3 separate regions of the Mus musculus genome follow, and regions 1 and 2 are each linked to region 3. The links are chromatin contacts, called in public Hi-C maps. All regions are on one chromosome and are shown on one strand. Each heading gives the region's core, a stretch centred on a gene start, on an enhancer-like site or on the middle of the called end of the contact. The rest is flanking DNA. Distances are from core to core; before and after follow the strand shown.

Region 1 (3,140 bases), core at 588-3,087, 52 kb after region 3:
AACCTGAGGACTTGGCTTTGATTTTTAGAATTTACATTAAGGTGGAAGGAGTCACCTTCATAAAGAAGTCCTCTGACCTCCACCCATGACACTCTTATTGATATACACACTAATAAATATTAAAGAAGATTTCACATTTTATATTTTATGCTTTAGCCTTTTGCCCTGTCCCTCTTTGTTATATACTGGTTACTGATAGCAGACCATTGTTTATTTAGGAGATGCACCTGTGATTATCAAAGCTAGACGTGATCCCTTTCTCATGCCTAGACTTAGACTTATTTTGGTAACCAGTGTCTTTTTTTGTTTGAGTTATGTTTTTATGTAGCCTAGGCTAGCCTCACACTCATGGTGCTGAGATTATAGGTGTACAGCACCATAGGTAGCTACAAGTAGCATTCTTCTATTCTGCTGACTTGTTTTTATTTGTTCTGTTGAGGATCACACTCAAGCATATTGGCCAGTGCTATTCAGACTAACTTCAGGCACAGCATGGGATTATCATGACAGGGTTCTTTTTAGTAAACTAAGCCTTTTGTATTATATGATTTATCAAGAATGGAGAAACTTGTCCTTAAAGTGTTTTAAGATACAAAAAGCTCTTTTTAAAAACCGTGTCTGGATACGATACCATCAATTAAAAGCTAAAAAATTTTAGGCACAATACATTATAATTTAAACTTTTCTTAGGACTTCAGGACCTAAGAAAAATGTGTAAGAGCCACATTCTATTTCTTTTTAGTGTATACTTATTTGTATATGTGTGATATTTATGTTTTATGTGTAAGATGGCATATGCATGGATAGATTAATGTATGGACAGGGGTTGGGGGAGCCTCAGGTTACTGTGTCTTGAGAAATTTCAAGCAAAATTATGTATGATACAATCTTCTTTGATGTTGTATTATTACTGTAAGAGTTCTTAACATCCAGACAGATGGGAGAGAACAAAATACTTATTTTACTAAAACACATTAAGAGACACTGGGGAATTAAGCTTTTGAGTGTGAATATTTCTTGATGTTTGTGGTGTATTTATAATGACTATGTCATTTTCTCTTTAAAGGAACTGTCTTTCTTAGAGGAAGCACACTGTCATTTTACTCACATAAATATATGAATATATTTCTGACATTGGGGTGATCCAGAAGATGATAAAGAAATGATAGCAGCTCCAGAAATACCAACTGATTTTAATCTACTGCAGTAAGTACTGTGTATTATAATAACATTTACATATGTTTTTTCCACAAAATTGAAATACTAATTTTAGATCTTAATATATAAATTACCTCATGTTTTGAAAGTTAGTTTTTTTTATTGGTCCTCATTCAATTCTATTTTTGCCACTTCTGTAATATTTTGGATCTATTTTTAAAATTTACACATGCTACAACTTAGTATTAATTTTACAAATATTTATTTTATTTTCACTTGTATGTTTGTGTATATGTCTGTATGTGAGTATGTGCATGTGTATGCAGTTGCCAACTAAAGCCAGAGGAGAGCATCCGATTCCCTGGAGCTAGAGTTCCTAGAAAGTGAACACTGCAAGAGCTCTTAACTATGGAACCATCTCTCCAGCCTCTACTATTATTGGTTTTTAACGCACAATTTGGAATCCATTGTTGGCTTTGTAGTATGCCTTAGTTACTGTTTTCTTGTGGTGAAGAGACATCATGTCAGAACTCTTATGAAAAAAGCATTTAATTGGAGGCCTGCTTACAGTTTTAGAGGGCTTGTCTGTGATCATCATGGCAGGAAGCAAACTGGCACGGTGCTATCACAGTAGCTAAGCATTTGATATCCTGATCTGCAGTCAGAATGTGGGGGAGGGAGAGACTGACAGACAGACATATAGGTAGATATGGGCTGAGACAGACAGACACTGACAAACTTCCTGTGTCTGGGGTGGGCTTTGAGGTTTCAAAAGCCCACAGTGGCACACCTCATCCAACCAGACTACATCTAATCTGTCTCAAACAGTGCTAGTAATTGGAGACCAAGCATATGTGCCTATGTGGGCCGTTATCATTCAAACTACCACACGGTACTAGTTGTTTTGAGGAAGAATATCGGGTTATTAAAATGTTAAATTTTTCAGTCAGTAAGGAATGATACCATACATTAGTATTTAGATTATAGTGTCGTCTGGTTATTAAATGAAATGAGTATAAGACATCTCAATTATTTGTTGCAAAAACAAGTTATATGCATACTGGTCTAGAAAAGATGTTTGAATACTTGAGCCACCTACCTCTATTTTTCCATCCTGTCTTAAAAGTTACCTACACTGTGAGGCTGAAGAGATGGCAAGTGGTTGAGAGGACTGATTTGCAGAGCCTCCAGGTTTGGTTCCCAGCACTCACATGGTCACTTAACAGCTATCTGTAATTTAGGTTCCAGGTGATCTAACACCCTCTTTGGGCGGATTGGGAGGATTGTAGCTTGTCTTAGTCAGGGTTTCTATTCCTGCACAAACATCATGACCAAGAAGCAAGTTGGGAAGGAAAGGGTTTATTCAGCTTACACTTCCACATTGCTGTTCATCACCAAGGAAATCAGGACTGGAACTCAAGCAGGTCAGGAAGCAGGAGCTGATGCAGAGACCATGGAGGGATGTTCTTTACTGGCTTGCCTCCCCTGGCTTGCTCAGCCTGCTCTCTTATAGAACCCAAGACTACCAGCCCAGAGATGGTCCCACCCACAAGGGGCCCTCCCCACTTGATCATTGAGAAATGCCTTACAGCCAGATCTCATGGAAGCATTTCCTCAACTGAAGCTCCTTTCTCTGTGATAACTCCAGCGTGTCAAGTTGACACAAAACTAGCTAGTACATAGCTCATGCAGTATTTTCTTTTCACTGGGAGCCAAGTGTATGCCGTGGTGCCTGGATAGCTGACATATTGGTCTATCTGGCTTATGCAGTGAGACCCTGTCTCTGTAGGAGTCACTTTATGTGCATACATGTGGTGTGTACTTGTTTGTTTGTTTGTTTGTTTGTTTTTGAGACCAGGTCTAAAAAAATTATGTAGCCCTGGCTGGTCTACAACTTACCACAGATCTGTCCATGTCTGCCTCTCAAGTGTTTGGATTAAAGATGGTGGTGCATCACTGTGTTTATATTAAGTAGCTGTTTT
Region 2 (3,615 bases), core at 216-2,715, 43 kb before region 3:
CAAACGTCTGCAAAACTACTTATCGCTCAGTTTTAGTTTTTCTAATCCAGGAAGGCAGGCCAGTTAACTTTTCTGGTGCCAATGTGAACTTTAAATGTTTTTATTTTACCTGCTTTGTGGATGAAAAATATTTCTGAGTGGTAGTTTTCTGACAGGTAGATCATGTCTTTTTATCTTGTTTCAAAATAACTATTTCTGATTTTGTAAAATGAAATATAAAATATGTCTCAGATCTTCCAATTAATTAGTAAGGATTCACCCTTAATCCTTGCTAGTTGAAGCCTGCCTAAGTCACTTTACTAAAAGATCTTTGTTAACCCAGTATTGTAACCATCTGTCCGCTTACGTAGGTAAATGTAGACGCCTGGTGTATATGGCTTGTAGTTTTAGTGTTGGCTCTCCGTGTTGAGATTCTTTCTCAGTGTCATTCTGTGTCCTACAAGTTTCATGTAGGTTTCGATGTTAGGATGGTTAAGATGTATATAGTACAAAATGTTCAGTCTTTGATTGTTTTATGTTTGTTTGTTTTCATGACTAGTAATGGTAGTGGATACTTTAAAAATATTTTCTGAAGATCCTTAAAACCTTGGAAATTGTAACATACTGAGAAGAGTGGTTGTTTGAATATTTTTAACAACTTGTATAAGTCAATATGAATACAATCAAAAGCTAAAGTGCTTCATAGAACACGGGATTTACCTTAAGTAATTATCATGAGAGACCTCTTGTAAAGACTGGTCTATTTTACTACAGAGAACAGTTTGAGAGTGAAACTGTTACAATTTAGACTTTTTGTTGTATTTTCTAAGAGAAAGAGTATTGTTAGGTTCTCCTAACCTCTGTTGACTACTATGGTAAGTGATGTTATTTTAATTGCAAATTTAAATAGAAACCAACAGAATTAAGTAACTGACTGTCTCTCTCTCTCTCTCTCTCTCTGTCTTCTTCATGAAAATCCTTAGTTCTGTATACTGCCTTCTGCTTAGATTTAGTTATATGATCATTAGGTTACATTTGATCTAAGTTGACTAAGATTTCAATTTCAATTTATATTTCAAGCATTCTGCCAGGGAATAGTTTTAAAAATTGTTTCCAAGGCACTTCAGGTACAAGTCATATAGGTAGTTTGTTTAATCTAGTCCTTAGCCTAGGACTCAAGGACTGAATGTTTTCAAATAACACTTTTCTTGTTCTCAGAGCCTCAGTTCATTAAAACTCTTTTAAAACCTGTGTGCTGAGAGTTAAGCAAGACCTCTTTTCTTGTCTTCATGAGTTGCGAAATTGAATTCATGGAGCTGATGTGGCTAACAAGTTTATTTTAGGAATTGTTTAGAAAATGCTGTTGCTTCGGGTTCTTAAAATCACAGCACTCCAACTCTAATCAAATTATTGGAGACTTAGCAGAGCTGGTCTGAAATCACACTAAAAAAAAAAAGGTACTGGATCCTTTCCAGTATGGTTGTGTAAAAAATGGTCACTCGGAAGGTCACAGAATAACCGGCTCTGAATCACCACCCCTGAGAGAGTTCAGTGTCTGCGTGCTGATGGTCTTTTGCTGTATAAAGTTCATTCTAGAATTTTGAAGTAACCACCCGTTTTACTACATATTAGTCATGTGAATTTTGAAGTTATTTTGTAATAGTTACTTTCATTTGTTATTTACTGTGTTGATCAAGATGTGTGTGAGTGTTTAGCATTTATTAAAGTATTGTCTTTCCTCCTAGACTTTTGCCTCTTCCTGTAGTTAGGGGTAGAGGTGAGGTGAGTGGAGTGACTACAATGTGATTCGCTGGGGTAGGACAGTTTGTTGTCTTGTTAGTCACAGTGTGTTGCTCTGTTTTTTATTTTAGTAAGATTTATATTTTGAGCTCTCTGAATGGAAAGTGCCACTGCAACCTTAGCTGCATGCATTGTTCCCATTAGACCTAAGTCTTCCTGGACTTCTGAGTCCCCAGATACTGGATAAAGGAAGAGGAGAGATGGAGTAGCCTGTCTGTCACTGCTATGAGAGAAGCAAGAAAGTGGGTAGAGAAATACTTCACATTTTAGTCACATCTTCTCTTTTTAAAAAGGTAGCCATCAGTGAAGGAAAGAACTAGTCAAAAATAGGCTTGACAACCTGAATTCAGATCCCCAGAACGGGCATAAAAGCAGCCAGGTCATGGTTAGTGCACTCCTTTAATCCCAGCATTTGGGAGGCAGGGGTAGACATATCTGGGTTTGAAGCCAGCCTGATCTACAGAGTGAGTTCCAGGACAGGGAACCCTGTCTTATTCATAAAAGAAAACAAAACAAACAAAAAGCTGAGCGCACTAGCCCAAGCACCTGTAATCCCAGAATGCCTACATGAAACAGGAAGTAGCTAGGAGAATGCCCCAAAGCTCATGGTCAGTTAATGGCTTATGTATTAATGAAGAGGCACCATGGTAAACAAAGTGGGAAGGTGAGAGCCCACCAACATCCACAAGTTATCTGCTGCCTCCACACATGTAACATGGCAGGTAACCACTTACACCCAGACACATACACAAAAGAGAGAAGACCAAGAGTGTTAACACAAGAACATCTTATATACTCTTAAGTGTTAACTCTCATCCTACAACTTAGAATCCTCCATGGCTTTGTCTTGATGGAAGATCTTAGACTAAAGCTTAAAAGAGGCCCAGAACTATTACTCAGTTAAGAGTACTTGCTGCTTTTTCAGAGGACTTAGGTTCAGTTCCCAGCACCCACATGGACAAAGACACATGTAGCTCTGGTGCCCTCTTTTGGCCTTCAGGGGTGCATGCATGTGTGTATACATACACAGTCATACACAAGTACACATAAAATAAAAGTAATCTTTAAAGCTTAAATGAAACTCTTTATGTTAACTTTTACTCACTATTATTTGTTTCTCTGGATGCTTCTTGTAACAAAGCTATAAATTGTAATAAATAGTTCAACCCTTTAAAAATATTTAAATTACCTTTTCAAAAATTAGAGAAAGTATTCTTACTAAATTCAGTCGAATTTTTTCCAATAGAAACAGTCAACTTATTACCATCTTAATATTTTAGTTTGGCTCTGAAACATTTAGTGCAATGTAGATTTCTTCCTTATATAATAAAATCACTGACTATCAGAGCTAGAAATGACCTTAGAAAGTCACTTATTCACACTACCACCACCACCTTCATTTTATTGTTGAGGCAACTTAAAGGAAAGGTGATTGGCCCGAAGCTATATAGCTGATTAGTGATAGATTCCTTACTGGAAGTCTCAGGTGTTTGTCAACTCTTCATTCTATTACACTCTTATCAGGGCACAGTAAGTGGTGCTTTGTAGTTTCTACAGTAAGACGGTTGCTGATACTTTCAAATTAAACAATATGACAGTAATGCTTGAGTGGTAAAGTTCTCTTTTGGAGGCTGAAATTTGCAGATGTGAGTACAGCTGTTTGGCATTTACTATGTGCTTATGTATTATTAATGAGCATTTAAGATTACTCTGTAAGTATATTTTATCACTGTCTATACTTACCAACAAATTTGCATTTTGATGTAATAATGGCTTTCGTGTAATTTCTGTTTTGGCATTTTTGTTATACTTTACCTGAAAAAAAAAAAGACCAAT
Region 3 (3,276 bases), core at 559-3,058:
GGCAGCAGTGAGTGTCTAGTAATCTCCACAGGTCCCCTGCTAACCCTGTCCTTGCACGTGGATTTCACGCCACTTTGTCTGGTCCCATCTCCTCTTCCGCCCCCAAAAGTCACCTATAAAACCGGCTGAGCGGCCAATTAGCCTAGTAGTCCAGCTCCCTAAGTCTAGTAGAATTTGAGTATGGAGCTCACATTTTTATGGATCAGGAATAGTGAGTTGAAAATTATATCTATATATCCACATACACATATATATGTATAATTATATGTAATTCCCCCCACCCGTAGTCTTCCTGATAAAGAGAATCTTTAAACCATACTCGAAGGAAAAAAGAAAGCAAGCAAAATTGCCAAGCTATCCATTCTCGCTGGGATCAAGTGGCCTAGTTGGGTCTTTTGGGGAGGAAGTGTGAGGAGTGTTGGAAAGGACGTGAGGAAACCAGAGATCTGGGAACAAGTGGCCCTTTACTGGGGTGGGTTGTGTTGGAGAGCTCTGAAGGGTGCTGCTAGCCTGCAGGGCTGCCAGGGCTGCGCAGGGGGCGGGGAGCCGGACGATCGGCCCGCTGAAGCCCCGGAATTCCCACGGCGGGGCTCCAGTGGACACTGTCGCCGGCCTCTCGGCGACCTCCTCGGTGGCGCCGTGGGCCCTCAGCCAGTCCGCGCAGGGCGGAAGCGCGTCCCAACGGCTGAGTAAGAGAGGCGCGGGCACGCCAGCTTGTTTACCCCACTCGGCGGCGCGCCCCTGCGGGCGCCCCGTTCACAGGAGGCGTCCGAGCCGCGGAAGCGGGGAGTCCGGCGGCGGCGATTGGTCGGCGACACGGGGAGGAGGCTGGCGGGTGGGAGGGCTGCGTGGCGCGCGCCGCAATGGCAGCCCGCCGCCGCTAGATGCCGCTGCCTCCCAACAGGAGCTGGGCCGCGGGTTCGCGGCCGACAGATGGCGCCTGCGCGTTCCATTCGCCTCCAAGTCGCCGAAGAGCGAACACCCCAAACAATCCCGAAGCGCCACCAAAAAAAAAAAAAAAAAAAAAAAAAAAAAGAAAGAAAAAAAAAAAAAAGAAAAGAAAAAAAAAAGAAAGGAAAAAAAATACAGAAAAAAGGGAAAAAAACAAAACAAAACAAAAAAAGCACCCCGCCGGATCCGACCGCCACTTTCAAACCCCCCCACGGCTCTAGACCCGCGGGAGCTTCCGTCCCTCAGTAGAACTCAAGGGTGGAAAGAAGAGGAAGGGGGAAAAATCTTGTACCAGCCCAGGGGTGAAGAAGCCCCCGGCCTGAGAAAGAAGGAAGGAGTGGGGGAGGCCAACAGTCTCCTTGCTGCCTCTGTAGACGCTGAGGGGGGAGGTAAGTTATAAAATGGCGGAGGCGAAGCTTCTAGAAGTTTGGAGGGGCACCCGGAGGGCGCGCGGCCCACCGTGAGGTGTGTGTGCTTGCGATCGGGCGAAGAGAGCGTGCGGCCGGCCGGGAGGGAGCCGAGAAGGCCGGGCGCTCCGGGGCCGGGCCGCGGCCTCGTAGGGGGCCCCGCGCGGGGCAGCGAGCGAGCGAGTGGCCGTGTCCGGGCGGGGAGCGAGCCAGCGTCGCCCCGGCCCCGCGTCACCCCCTGCCTGTCCTCTCCGTCCCCAAGTCGCTACCCCAACACTTCCAAGGAACTTGCAGTCGCCCCCTGCGTCCCCTCCCCGCCTCCTTCCTCCCGGAGCCGCTTTTTTAGCGCAAGACGCTCCCTTCTCACTCCCCTCGCTGGAAGGTTGTCCCTTCGCCTCCCTCGCCCAAGTCTCCCCCGGGGACCTCGGCGGAGGGGGCTCCCCCCCCCACGGGTGGCCCAAAATGGAGAACGCGCAGCGGCGCAAGATGGAGGCTCGGCGCCTCCGCGTAGCCTGCTCGCTCGCTTCCTCTCCTCCCGGGGCCTCTTAAGCAGCCCGTGGAGGGGGACGAGAGCCCCCCAGACTGGAGGTGGGGTGGGGGTGCCATCCCTGGCCGGGATTCGGGGGGGGGACGGGTGGAGAAGAAAGGGGCAAACCCGGGGAGGCCACGGCCCGGTGGCGTGTGGTGGCGGGGAGGGGGGGTGGTGGTGGTGGCGGTGGGAGAGCGCGCCGTGGTGGTGCGGGGAAGGAAGCGAGCAAGATGGTGGTGCTGGGAACCCGGGGGGAGGGGAGGCCGAGCAGGCTCGTTTGTGTCTATTTGGGCCTCGGACCGAGGGAGGCGAGGGAAAATCTACTCTGCTCACACCCCTCCCTCGTCCCCCCTCCCCTCTCCCTTCCCCTCCTTGCCTCCCTCCCTCCCCTCCCCTCCCCTCCCCTCCCCTCCCCTCCCTCCCCTCCCTCTCTCCCTCCCTCCCTCCCTCTCTTCCTCCCTTCCTAGAGAGGGAACAACATTCATGTGACGGGCCCCTCGGCTTCTCTCCCCCGCCCCATCATCTCCAGCGCGTGGTGGGGGAACTGCTTGGGCAAAGCGGTTGGCATCGATCTCTCCATCCTTCCCGAGGCCCCGACTTCGGTCAGTTTTCTTAGGGCACCAATTTTCGAAATCGTTTGGGGTCCGGCGGCGTCGGTCCCCAGCGCGTAGAGCTTGCCCCGAAGGGGGCCCTGCCTGCCTGGCATGGGCGGAGGGGGGGGAAGGGCGGGAGTGGAAGGCTGTTTGTTGGGGGGTTTTGGCGCCACTTTTGTTTTAGTTTTAGTGCTGCTTTTTCGTTCCCACCCCCACCCGCACTGTCTTTCTCAAGGCACGAACTGAGCTGATCCTTGCCCCAGGTAGGCAGCCTCTGTTTTCCCTCCACACTTTTATTCTTGCTTGAGGGCGACTTTCTCTTTTCTTCTCTCACGTATCCGGAGATCTGCGGACTACAATTTTAGGAGAAAAAGGGTCGGCTGGGCCATGGGAGAGAGAAGGTGTGGGAAACAGCATCAAGTAGTTCCGCAAAACTTTGAGCCCCGTTCCCATTTTCTTCTGGCCTAGAATTGTAAACGTATTGTTGATTTCGGCCTTTTTTTCCCTTTCCCTCCCGCCGCGACAATGTCTTGTTTTGCCTTTAGTTTTGATTTTTTTTATTATTTTTTTGATAAACCGCTGTACTTTCGGCATTTAGTTTCTTCTCCTTGGTGTTATATGTCATTTTATTTTTAATCCTCAACGGTAATGGGTTCTCGTGTGATTTTTTTTTTTCGGGCTTTGGTGCTCGACTTGAATTTTTAATATTGCATTAGTAGTTTCATCCGGTCTGGGAGACTTTCTTCTCCGTGGCCTAGGATGTTTTTTTATGTTGTTGCCTACTCCCTCCCTCTCC

The links. A called contact is a pair of places that touch in the nucleus more often than the background predicts.
Region 1: a Hi-C map of CD8 T cells shows a contact between it and region 3, with 3 times the contacts expected there. The contact joins the enhancer-like site here to the promoter of Stag2 in region 3. A contact is called at or near these places in 4 of 39 promoter capture datasets (the 3T3-L1 cell line, embryonic stem cells and pre-B cells), 2 of 15 datasets of contacts at CTCF or cohesin (CD8 T cells and pro-B cells), 64 of 484 Hi-C or Micro-C datasets (the AML12 cell line, B cells, the Ba/F3 cell line and 44 more), 18 of 115 datasets of contacts at active chromatin or transcription factors (the 230-238 cell line, CD4 single positive thymocytes, DN3 thymocytes and 13 more) and 3 of 9 other capture datasets (adipose tissue, liver and pancreatic islet).
Region 2: a contact with region 3 is called in a Hi-C map of liver, with 2.2 times the contacts expected there. The contact joins the enhancer-like site here to the promoter of Stag2 in region 3. A contact is called at or near these places in 3 of 39 promoter capture datasets (3T3-L1-derived adipocytes and liver), 13 of 484 Hi-C or Micro-C datasets (the 3T3-L1 cell line, the AML12 cell line, the G1E-ER4 cell line and 6 more), 7 of 115 datasets of contacts at active chromatin or transcription factors (the SCID.adh cell line, embryonic fibroblasts, embryonic stem cells and 2 more) and 3 of 9 other capture datasets (adipose tissue, liver and pancreatic islet).

What each region holds. Positions count from the first base shown.
Region 1 is chrX:42,200,789-42,203,928 of GRCm38.p6, forward strand. It overlaps Stag2 (stromal antigen 2), which reads left to right. Exons shown (of 34, transcript NM_001290713.2): 2 at 1,067-1,206. The coding sequence starts at 1,163. Among named protein-coding and RNA genes, the nearest start is that of Stag2, 52 kb to the left of the region's middle. Within about 2 kb of position 1,838, at least 9 of the 459 cell types and tissues checked have an H3K27ac peak or open chromatin away from gene starts, as enhancers often do. A contact at or near this core is called in CD8 T cells, CD8 central memory T cells, DN3 thymocytes and 2 more, where this site is marked.
Region 2 is chrX:42,105,881-42,109,495 of GRCm38.p6, forward strand. Xiap (X-linked inhibitor of apoptosis) reads left to right here. Exons shown (of 8, transcript NM_009688.3): 8 at 1-3,615. Among named protein-coding and RNA genes, the nearest start is that of Xiap, 40 kb to the left of the region's middle. Within about 2 kb of position 1,466, at least 11 of the 459 cell types and tissues checked have an H3K27ac peak or open chromatin away from gene starts, as enhancers often do. A contact at or near this core is called in adipose tissue, hepatocytes and liver, where this site is marked.
Region 3 is chrX:42,148,346-42,151,621 of GRCm38.p6, forward strand. Stag2 (stromal antigen 2) reads left to right here and starts at 1,809. Exons shown (of 34, transcript NM_001290713.2): 1 at 1,809-1,946.